Regions from separate parts of the Ovis aries genome. Here region 1 is linked to region 2. The links are chromatin contacts, called in public Hi-C maps. All regions are on one chromosome and are shown on one strand. Each heading gives the region's core, a stretch centred on a gene start, on an enhancer-like site or on the middle of the called end of the contact. The rest is flanking DNA. Distances are from core to core; before and after follow the strand shown.

Evidence for each region. Hi-C and Micro-C count contacts between places; a contact is called where the count stands out from the background.
Region 1: a Hi-C map of liver shows a contact between it and region 2, with 2.4 times the contacts expected there. The contact joins two enhancer-like sites. A contact is called at or near these places in 4 of 16 Hi-C or Micro-C datasets (liver, mixed tissues, omental adipose tissue and 1 more).

What each region holds. Positions count from the first base shown.
Region 1 is chr3:115,621,209-115,626,974 of ARS-UI_Ramb_v3.0, forward strand. No RefSeq gene overlaps it. Among named protein-coding and RNA genes, the nearest start is that of PAWR, 130 kb to the right of the region's middle. Within about 2 kb of position 3,588, at least 26 of the 54 cell types and tissues checked have an H3K27ac peak or open chromatin away from gene starts, as enhancers often do. A contact at or near this core is called in liver, where this site is marked.
Region 2 is chr3:115,534,364-115,540,256 of ARS-UI_Ramb_v3.0, forward strand. All of the region lies in intron 8 of SYT1 (synaptotagmin 1), which reads left to right. Among named protein-coding and RNA genes, the nearest start is that of PAWR, 220 kb to the right of the region's middle. Within about 2 kb of position 4,193, at least 3 of the 54 cell types and tissues checked have an H3K27ac peak or open chromatin away from gene starts, as enhancers often do. A contact at or near this core is called in liver, where this site is marked.

The DNA of each region.
Region 1 (5,766 bases), core at 2,338-4,837, 86 kb after region 2:
TACTTCAGACTAATTGAATCTAGTACGAAAGCAGAACTGAGAACAAGTGTATCTCTGGATAATACTCAGTTGTTGACACTAAAGCTCAAGAACTGTTGAGGAAGGCCTGTAGCGACAAACTAAAATTCCACCCCACCATGGTCCATGTCCTGAGAACTCACAGATATAGGAAACAGAAGCCTTTATGCAGGATTGTTGCGTTCAGTCACTCAGTCATGTCCAACTCCTTGTGACCCCATGGACTGGAGCACACCAGGCTTCCCTGTCCTCCACTGTCTCCCAGAGTTTGCTCAAACTTAGGTCCATTGAGTCAAGGATGCCATCCAACCATCTCGTCCTCTGTCACCTCGTTCTCCTCCTGCTCTCAGTCTTTCCCTGAGTTGGATTTTCGCATCAGGTGGCCAAAGTATTGGAGCTTCAACATCAGCCCTTCCGGTGAATATTCAGGGTTGATTACCTTTAGGATGGACTGGTTTGATCTCCTTGCGGTCCAAGGGGACTCTCAGGAGTCTTCTCCAGCACCACAATTCGAAAGCACTGGAGACAGTCAACATGCCGGCAGGCCCACTTCTTTGATGAGACAGAATGGGAGAGAGACCGGGGGTACCTCTTGGGAGGAATGCGTTCTGTAGAGTGGCAACCATCCCTTCCATTGCCCCTCACTGTTTAGAAACTTGGTATTCAATCTGAGCTCCTCACACAGTAAGACTGAGGCTGAAATGTCACTTCCCACCACGACTGCTAAATAGAGCACTGGAGAAGGGCTATGGTCTGGCAGTTGGCAAATCGTTCTGGCACAACATCTGAGCCTTGCAAGAGTGGAAAGGGGAGCAAAAGAGATGCTGACGCTGACAGGCAGTGCAAGATGATGGGCTGCGTTGGGTTCCTTGGAGCAGCAAGAGGACAAGGACTCCACTGGACTCTGATAGACTTCACAGGTGACTGAGCTTTGGCCATCATGCTTTCCCACGCAGCTATGTGGACCACGGTCTAAAGGGGAACCTGCACCTGAGCGAGAGCTCCACCTGGAGCCTGGCCAGGGAAAATCTGCAGAACCCACTGAAGAGCCAGGAGAAACTGCGTTCTGCCTCCTTCCACACAGATTCGAGCAAAGGGCAGTCAGCGTTGGCCAGAAAGGTGCCACAGCCTACAGCGAAGAGAGCTGAGGCCAGACCTCCTGTGGAGCAGACTGCTAAGAGGAGCCATTTCCATCTTCTGCTCCTACATCAGAGGGGGCGAGCAGAGCCAAGGGCACTGGGGTGTGAGGGCGCAAAGACCTCCATCCCGCCCTCAGCATCTAAGATGACTGGTTCCTCTAGCAACGCGGGCAACAGAGAGAAGACGGCCTTTGAAGAGAAAATTATTTTTAAAGTAAAAATAATTTAGTGTTTAAAACGAACATGACTGAGTCTTAAGATTTCGGTGACCCTGTTTCAATAAACTGGGAGTAACACAAATCATGGAATTGGGCTGAAACACCATTAAAAAGCACTCACAATATAATAGCATATAATATCATATATCAGCTATACTTCTATTAGAATTAATTTTTTAAATATATTTTTAGAAAAATTTTAATAAATGTTTGCTGAATTGTAAATTTTAAAAAAGGCACTTATAATCCTGAAGAGATACCATTAAAAGCGCTTACAACCCAGAAGGAGAAGAGTTTTGACAGAACACAGTAGCAATTATGGGAAAGATATAGACCCTTTCATGTTTATCCTCTCGCTCAAGGAAAGATTCTCACAAAACTGGTTACACATGCTCATGTTTGCACTCCTTGAATGTGAGGGGCAGTGTTCCTACCCTAAGTAACACATTCATGTTTCCAAGGAGATGTTTATGGGGACAAAGGTGAAGCAGGGTGGTAGGGTGAGGTGGCTGCAGTGTTTGAAGGTAAACTTAAACTCTCAAGAGCCAGACATGCCTCAGGATGATAAATAATTTGAAACAGGAGCCTCACATTAGGCAACCAACCAAACCACGTTCCCCATGTGAGATTCTTGATTTTTACAAAGGGGATGGAGTGCACAGTTCGATGGTCATTCTCATAATTATGTGAGTTAAGTGCAAGACATTAAAAAAAAATTACCAAATAAAAAAGTGTGAATAGCAAGTCAGTGGGGCCCTGGTGAGAGTTCTGAGTCAAGCTCTTGCCATTTCCCCCTTCTTTCCTGTCATGAATGAAGGCAAGTTCCAGGATGAGGAGCAAACCCAGGAACAATACTTACAGCTCAAACCAGGGAGACTGGTGGCTACAACACAATGTAGCCTCAGCTCCCTTACCAATTATGTTGGATGCAACTAACGTGTCTATGGTATAGTGCTGGCAGAACGGCTCAGCAGGTAAAGAACCCGCCTGCCACGCCAGAGACACAGGAGACCGGGGTTCAATCCCTGGGGCGGGAAGATGCCCTGAAGGAGGAAATGGCAACCCACCCCAATATTCTTGCCTGGAGAATCACACAGACAGAAGAACCTGGCGGGCTAGGTCCACAGCGTTGCAGAGTCAGACACGAGTGAGCGAGTAAGCACATATAGACAGCGTATCTAGAGTCAGCTATACAGCCGCCACCACCGCCGTGCCCAGGGGTAACAGTGCCCAGGTCCAGAGAAGGGCTCCTGGAGGAGACTGGTTTCAGAGCCGGTTCCTTAGCTGAAGGTCATTTCGATCTTAGGTGTTTTCGAAAGCCCCTCCGTCTCCCTCTGGGCCCAAACTTTCTTTCCCCGGGGCTGAAAAGTAGTGCCTGAAATTCTCAGCATTCCTGTCATTCCCCCGGGCCTGAGGCAGCTCTCTATAAACATTCCTGCCCACAGGCACCTGAGGAATTGGGCCACAGTTCATCTGGAGGAAGGTGGAAGGAAGCGCAGGGCAGCCAGAGTATTAGGGAGGACGATAGCACACACACGCAGGGTGCCACAGAGGGATTCTGGACACACACACACACACACACACGCAGGGTGCCACAGACGGATTCTGGACACACACACGCAGGGTGCCACAGACGGATTCTGGACACACACACGCAGGGTGCCACAGACGGATTCTGGACACACACACACACACGCAGGGTGAGGGAGTTTGGTCTAGGGGAGCCTTTGTACCACCTGGTTCCCGCTCAGCCTGCTTAGGGAAACACACGTGGGCCAGGGGAAGCTTCCGAGGCTGGAGGAGAACCCAGGGCCCTAGCACGAATCTTTAATCAGGATTTCCCCTAGTATCACATGCTAGAACCGTGGGGAGAAACGTTTTCGCTGAGGCCCTAAGTGGATCTCGGAAGCCCGGTCACTATAGCCTAAGAGATGAGCTCCACTGGCAAGAACCCTCTCGCTTTCCGCCTCTCCCCCCCCCCCCCCCCCCCACCCCCGCCCGCGCCCCCTTTCCCACACACCCGCTGGGAGTTTCCCAGGCTAAACTTTCCGGAGAAACTGCAAGACTCCTGCGGCTGACTCGCCTAGGCCTCAGACGCACCACTGGGGGGCAGTGTCGTCACTAACCCGGTGAGCGTTCCGGGTCTTCTCTGGCGGCAGGGTTCGGGCAGGCCGGGCCGCACATCCTGTGACAGGATGTTTCAGAACTTTTCCTTCCACTCATTGTAAATAAACAACCTCGGGGTGGATCCATCCAGATGCACTTCACAGCGCAGCATGAACTGCCCGGGCCAAAGTTTCCGGGCTATCTGTAACCATATTGCTGAGCCACGTGGTACAGGTCACAAGCTGGAGCTTTCAACTTGCATGTTGGTCCTCCTGAATTTCTGCCTGCATTCCGGAATTCCTCTGCCCTCAGGAGCAAAAGGAATTTTCAAAGGAATGAACGGTTAAACAATCGTGCATAGCCTTTTTTGTACAAAACTCTGCTCTCCGTGTTCAAGTTGCAAGAGATCAGCTTGCTCAAAAGCGAGGCTGGTCAGAAGCGATTCAGATTAGTCATGTGCGCAAACAAGGGGACAGGGGTGGGGGGTGTGGGGGAGGGGCGGACATGTTTCTGCTGGAGACTCTGGGAGTGTGAGCTGGAGCCCAGTAGATTCAGTCCTACTAATGTGCCAAGAAAAGCAAAGTTGCTGGAAGCTTTGGGCTTTGGCAAAATTTCCCTTCCTGTGAGTTCCCCTGGTGCTCTGAGGCCCAGGGGACAGGCTCCTATCTGACTCCTGAGATTAGCATTTGAAGAAGCCATGCAAAGGAACCCACTGACTGAAGGTCTTGGGGGAAGTGATACATCAGGGAGGAATAGAGGTACCAGGTTAGGGCTGGGGCCTGGGCATGGATATCGCTGCCCCAACACGGGTGCTGTACTTCTGGAAACAGCCAACACCTACTAACATCCAGCTCATCTTCAGTCTGTCAGCAGAGGCAGATAAGGTGAAGTATTTGCAGCCAGAGGGATAGCTGGAATTTTCCTACAATGCTGAAATACCGTCCAGAGTTCAAGTGGGCCATATTTGGACAGAGGTTGCTGTTTGGTTTCTTTTTTTCTCTTTTGTGTTTTCACTGCCATATAACAACATTAACACTCTTTAAACAAGGTCAGTACTATTTACCTAAGACTTTCCCAAAGGTCTCTCTTCTCCTTTCCCATTCTCTTCCCTCAAAGGATCATGAGTCCATTCTGTGCTTTTGAAGGGGAAAATAAAATACAGGAAAAGTTTATTGAAATGAGTCGGGTGGGGACTTGTAACTCTGGGAATCCACGTGTACTGATGGGAAGACAAGCTGAAAACTACTCCCAAAATTTAAAAGTATTTGAAGAGGAAGCTCCCAGGGTTGGGCCCTGTGTTTCACAGCAGGTGAATAGAGAAAAAAGTACAGAGAAACAAAGACAGAAGGTGCTATGGAGGATGACTCCCGATGGAGCAAGACCTGCCTAGGCAGAATGCTGACAGAGGGTGGAGACCCAGTTCAAGTGCTGCAGGTGGCACCTGCGGCCCTCACACCCACTCACCCCAGGAACATTTCCAAGAAGGCACCGTGGCCACTGCTCTAACAGGCACTTTCCTTACAGGACATCGCCAGCTCCAGGAAATGAGGGAAGAAGCACCTCTTTGCTTCCAGCTCACCTTTACACATCCAAGATTTGAGGACACGTTAAAACAGAGAGCTCGGAAAAGATAAACAGTAGATGAGATCCCAGCTATAACTTGGGTAAATAGAGTGGTTTCAGAACATGACAACCAAGCTGCCATCTGTATTATGTGGAATGTATACTCAATGTGGTCTGTTTCCAGGAAAGGAACTTTTGTTCTTTTTCTTCTCCAGTTTCGCTTGCAATGAATGGGTTTCTCATTAGGCAATGTTCACTTGCCCTCAGAAAATGTGTTTGGAATAGAAAGACTCTCTGGAATCACAGATTAAAATGCCAGCAGAGCTGAGCTGAGCTGAGCATGTTCTTCCCCATTCTGAGCTGCTGAAATGAGCACTCACGCGGCATGCTCTCCATGTGGGGAGTTTCTCAGGTAAGACGATTAACGCCACAGAGTCAGCTACTTAGTGAGGTTATCAAAATCCTACAGCACCCTCGTAAAAACTGTGTGCACCTGCAGCCAGCACTTCTTTTTCCATTCCAGTGCCTATCTTTCCTGGATTTATAGACACACAGCAAATAGCTAAGCTTCGGGTCTTCTCACCCATTTTGCAGATATTAATTGGACAGCTACTCACTGTGTTAGACATTGGAGTACAATAATGAGTAAGATCTAGCCTAGTCTTTGCCTTCATAGTCTTTAGTCATGAGAGAAACAAGCCAGTGAAAAGTCAATTATAACT
Region 2 (5,893 bases), core at 2,943-5,442:
AAACTTGATAGCTGTTGTTTTGATTTGCTCAGAAATATGCCACAAAGTCCACGCTGTAAATTCTATTTGGTTTCCCATTTTTCCATGAAACTAATGTTTGTGATTATAGACTTTTTAAGTTTAAATGTTTTTCATTAATCATTTCACTGCCCATTACTGTCCATTTCACTGCTTCACCTGTCCATTAATGCCTTTTTTTGATAAATTTTTCATACTACTTTAATATGGACCTTAAAAATTCCAGTGATAAATATTAATCCTTTACTATGATTGAAGATGGAGGGGAAAAACAACATAACATAAACCAAGCATTATCCAAGATAGGACCAGTAGACCTAAATTTCCAAATTTAATATTTGTTCTTATGTTTTCAGGTGAAAAAACTCTCATTCATTGTAACTTCCTCCAAGGTGATAGCAATGTGTCCATATTTCTCACCATCTTTTCAGATCATCTTGCAAAGCACTGGACACACAACAAATGTTCAATAAGCCTCACTCATCCTATAATTTGCCCTCTGAGAATGTCCAAAACCTTTTTACATTCCAACTCAGTTTTCATCTGTTCGTGTTCACAATGGCCTTCAGCAAGATTACGTAGGAATCTCGCTTTTTTAAAGCAATATGCAGTGAGTCTGTTTTCAGAAAAGATCTTGAGTCAAGGTCAGTTGACTCATTCAGGCCTTATTTTCAATTTCTGTACACAGACTCGTCCTTGGCCTGAAGTCACATCACTCTGAATGGAGGGCAAATATTGAATTCATATAAGTTACCTAACTAAATTCTTTGGACTGCTCTGACTCCCACATTGAAAATACCAACGTGACACCATTTTCTTTCATTTGACTAAATCTAACTCTCTTTCAATATTTTTAAGAGATAAATACACTGATATTTTAATGAATAATTCCTTAGCTAAATTTTAACTCCGAAAGTCTAGCATTGTATTCAAGTTTATCTTGTAAGACTTCTCTCCATCTAACAGTTGTTAGGAATAGTTTTACCTAAAAAGCATTAACGTTACTCATTGGCAGATGGCCTTTGACTCATTTATGCCATGTCCTAAAAGAGGTATCAAAAACACAGAGAGATTTTCCATTTAGATCAGAGCCCATAAATGATCTTAGAACATAATGTCTGCCCTCTTATTCATGTATTCAATAAAGAAATTTAACTGTCCCTTTAAAATGGTCTTCAGACGAACAAGTTGGGAGTTGTTGGAAGTATCTGCACAACCTGCTCTGGTGGGTTGGGTAGGGATTAACCCTTTTGAAACTAGGCTTGTATCCAAATCATCCAAATAGTTTCAAGATTCAACAGCAGACCTCTCACTCTGCCCAACAATTCCACTAAATTAACTCACTCTGCATTCCCTTGGATGCACTTTCAAGGCAAATCACAAACTTGCTTTAGAATATTCGCTCTCTAATCTTCACTCCTAGAGATGACTATTCTTAGCATTTAACCCTCATCATCCTTCCCACCCTGACACCAAACTGGGAGCAATGAGAACAGCATGTTCTAACCTCATCCATACCACAGGCAGTTATCCAAGAGAAAAACCATATTTCACCCCCTTTTGCTAGATAAACTTGCTTTACAAACAAGGCATAACTTTCTGAAGAATGATATGGAATAGCTTTCTCCAAGAAGAGTTCATGACTTTATCCCCTCTGCTCTAAGAAAGCTCATGCCCACACTGCTGGTGACCCAAGGCAAATTGTGAGGTTAGCTCACCACAGGTATTTCAGCTGTCAAATTTGATCCACTCTGGAGCAGCACCTGCGAGAGTATTTCTGATGAGAAACTCAGGGGAAAGGCTGTTGGATAAATCGACTGTTTTCACCGAGTCTCATTTGCCGTCCTTTTCATGGATGATAGTCATCCTTGATGAAGATTATAAAAGGAGAATGCTTTGAATGCTTTGAAATGGAGAGTCAAAGAGCTCCTATGAAGACATGATATAGAGCTGAACTTACAGAGACATAGGGTAGGGGCATGAAGAGGAGGCATGCGATCCCCAAAGTGCATGAAGCACAGCGTATTCAAGATGCTGATAGGGCCGTGTGGCTGGAACAGCAGGTGTCGGGGGTGGTATCCTGAGAGATGAAAATGGAGGGGTAGAGATTAGCCAGCTCATTCAGGGCCTGTTAGTCTAGTTAAGACGTGGACATGTAAGTTACACTATAATTACTGGGTTGAAAACCATATAAGGAGTTAGGGCGTGTTTTAATCGCCCTCCCTTATACAAAGAATAGAGCCTAAAATTGATCGAGCTCATGGATGCTAGATTAGGAGGAACATTTAAAGGCCCCGGGTGTCTATGATCACTAATATTAAGTGTCTGACCGTGGTCCCACCACTTAGCCAGGTTCCTTGGCTGTAAAAGGGAGGCAATGAAATGTCTCTCAGGATGGTCACAGAGAATAAATGAGCTTTTTTATATAAAATATAAAGAGTGAATAGTATAGCGCCTAAGAGCTCTTCAAGAATTGGAAAGAATATGCAGTACAGACCTTAGATGTGGGCAAGAAGGAACCTTACCCTGGAACCCAGAGTTTAGAGGACCCACTCTGGCCCTCCTCTCCCTACCCTTCCAGGGAATGAAGAGCCCCTAAGGACTTCCCTGGTGGTCCAGTGGATAAGAATCCACCTGCCAATGCAGGGGACAGAGGTTCAACCCCTGGTTTGGGAAGATCCCGCAAACCATGGGGCAGCTAAGCCCATGAGCCACAACTGCCAAGCCCCTGTGCCTAGAGCTCCACAGCGAGAGGAGCCCACTAAGCGCAACAAAGCAGATTCCCTGCCCACAGGAGCCAGCGAGAACACGCACAGCCGCGCAGACCCGGCGCAGCCCACAGAGGTCCTCAAGACCAACAGAGCATGCGCATCTCAGGGTGACCCAGCGCTCCGTTGTGGACCAGGCTCTGGGTGCCGCCTGAAAACAGGTGGGACCCCATGGCTGAGGCGCAGCCTGTGGGGGCTGCTGAATGACACTGGGACATGCCGGCTGCGGTGTCCTCATAAGTGTAGATGGAGCTTCTTAGGGTGTCCATAGGAGTCTAGTGAGGGGAAAAGAGCTGTTTCCACTGCTGAGCCCCAGGGTTCAGAATTCTTGATTTAAAGCTGGGTTTCCTGGTTATTATCAATGTTTATTTGTCAATACATGAGAATAGAAACTACATATTTTAACAGTTTGTGTCTTAGTTTACAACATTCAGGCTTCCCTGGTGACTCAGACGGTAACGAATCTACCTGCAAAGCAGGAGACCCTGGTTCAATCCCTGGTTCTGGAAGATCCCTTCGAGAAGGGAATGGCAACCCACTCCAGTATTCTTGCCTGGAGAATCCCATGGACAGAGGAGCCTGGCGGGCTACAATCTATAGCATCACAAAGAATCAGACACAACTAAGCGACAAACACTTTCACTTTCGCTTCACTTTACAAATTAACAGTTTAGACATGTGGTACACACACTTGGGTTTGCAGTTTTAACCTCACCCCTGCAAACGTGACAAGCAGGTATATATGCGTCCTGTTATCTGTAGAATTCTGCACATCATGCAAAATTCCATTTCATTTAAACCGTCTTAAGATGGACGGATTGCCTGTTTATGAAAATCACTTTAGGGTAACCATGAAATTCCATTATGCCCAGAAAGACTAGAAAAGGCCAAGGAAAAAAATAAGTTCAAAGAAAGAATCCATCTAGTGACCTTTTTGCTTCTCTACACGAGCATAAACACCATCCAGACACCACTGTATTGGTGTTTTGTGAAATTGTACATTTATATGCGGAGGCGGAAGGAAAAGAGGACATAAGAGCTGGTGGTTTTTAGGACTAAAGGTGCTTCTCTCTTTATAACACTTGTTTGGACGCCCTGAGTGTAGAGCTTTGAATTCAAACCAAGCGTTTTCAACCAAGTGAAGGATGTCCGTCTGCTCCGAACTCCTCTCACAGTCATCGCCATACAAATCATTCAGCAAGAAAACGTATACCGTCTTACACTCTCTCTCCTACTACAGAAGTTATGAGTTGATCTAAACTCTTCAGGAATTTCTGCCTTCCCTTTCTAACTAACTGTGAGCTCTTTGAAGGACTAACTGGGTTCTATAGTTTGCTGTATGTCCTCACTCTCTTCCCTGGGAGTTACTCAACGGTGTTCAACCTCACTGGCTGATGCAATCATTTGGCAAATATTACTGGACTCTTACCAGGTGCCAAGCTCCATGTCAGGCGTGAGAGGACAGGACTGAACGGGACACTGGCTGAAAGATGAGTGCCTGGTGTACTATGGAGCTCAGTAAGTGAGAAACTGAGCAGCTGGCTGAATAAATGAATAGACATGTGAATAAGAGAGTGAATTCTATACCACAGAGCTAAGGAATAATGTCAAGAAAAACAAAATAACCACTTGAGTTACGTTAAACCAAAAGTCAACAAAGTGAAAGATGTCAGCCCGCAGAATATCTGTGATTCAAGAAAGTGGAAAATGTGGGGAAAATAGGGGTCACCCTAACATTTATACCTCTGGGCCATCTCTGTGGCCATTTAGTGTATGGCTCTGGAATCTTGAAAAGAATTAAACCAACCCACAGAAACCAAATTTTCTGTATAAAGAATCTGACTAACTCGAACGCCTCAACTCTAATTTCTCCAAGATTAGGGATGAAGTATCCTAGATGATGTCAATTCCAAAGAACTCAGTGTGTACAATAACATTATAATGAGTTTTTACTGAGATCTGAAATACTGAGATGCAGTGATTGACTTTAATCACAAATTTGCCTCATAAAAAGCAGTAAAAATCACCACAGAATTATATTACTCCATGTCATTTTCTTATATGCAATATAATATTGAAGTCATAGTTTATTTTTATTTTCTTCCTACAATATTGTAAGAAAACCAGATTACCAACATAGAAGTTTATCTCTCTTGCAAAGCTACTTATCTTCTTGATGTGCAAAGCACCCGCTTATTTCAAACAGTGTCACAGCTTTAGAAAATAGAACCATATTTGGCCATCAATGAACCAAAATGAAATATCTCTCTGGAAGGATAAAGGAAATCAACATTCATATAAAGAAACTTAATAACGAGAGCCAACCAGGGTGCTCAAAGTTTTGTGTCTTTTAAAAATAAGGCATGCATTATTCATACAGTAAAATCTTAAAACAGAGCTGGAAAGCACGAGTTACCAATGATATTATGAGTGTTTAAATACAGTATCTCTTTCTCTAGAAGAGATGGAAAAAAGCCACCTTGTTCATCCAGGCCCACAGGCTAACAATGTCACTTAAAAGCAGGAGGGAGCAGGAGGAGAAAGAAACCTTGTAGAGATCATGAATGCATTTCCTTTTTCAAGCAGAGAAAGAAGCGGTGAGGCAACTTCCAGTGAAGAAAACAGGGACCATGCCTCCACTCCCTCGGAGATAGACCCAGGCCCTTGACAGGTTCTGGAAGTGGTTCAAAGGGAGGCCATGGAGAGAAACTCCTCCACCCTTCATGGGAACATTTCCAAGTCTTTCCCTCCATTATGCCAGACAGTCTCAATCCAGAATGTCTAGAAGACACATAGATATTTTAAAGCAAGTGCATGCAAGGAACGGGGAGGTAATGAGGATGAAATCCATTCCAACTGAACCATCTGAGAACTGAGTGAGCCTCAGGTGGCCCTGCCAGGAGCACGGCCCTGCCAGGAGCACGGCCCTGCTGCCCTAGCGTGTGTAAGAGCACCTGTTCGCACGTTGTTTTTATTTTGAACTCAGGCTGAGCTGCCTGGAAACCTTCTCTATGTGAATAAGGAGTAGCATCCACTTATTGTCATATCGTAATACACGTGCTTAAAAATCTTAGCAATGTTATCCAGTAACAGTGTTATCGATGTTA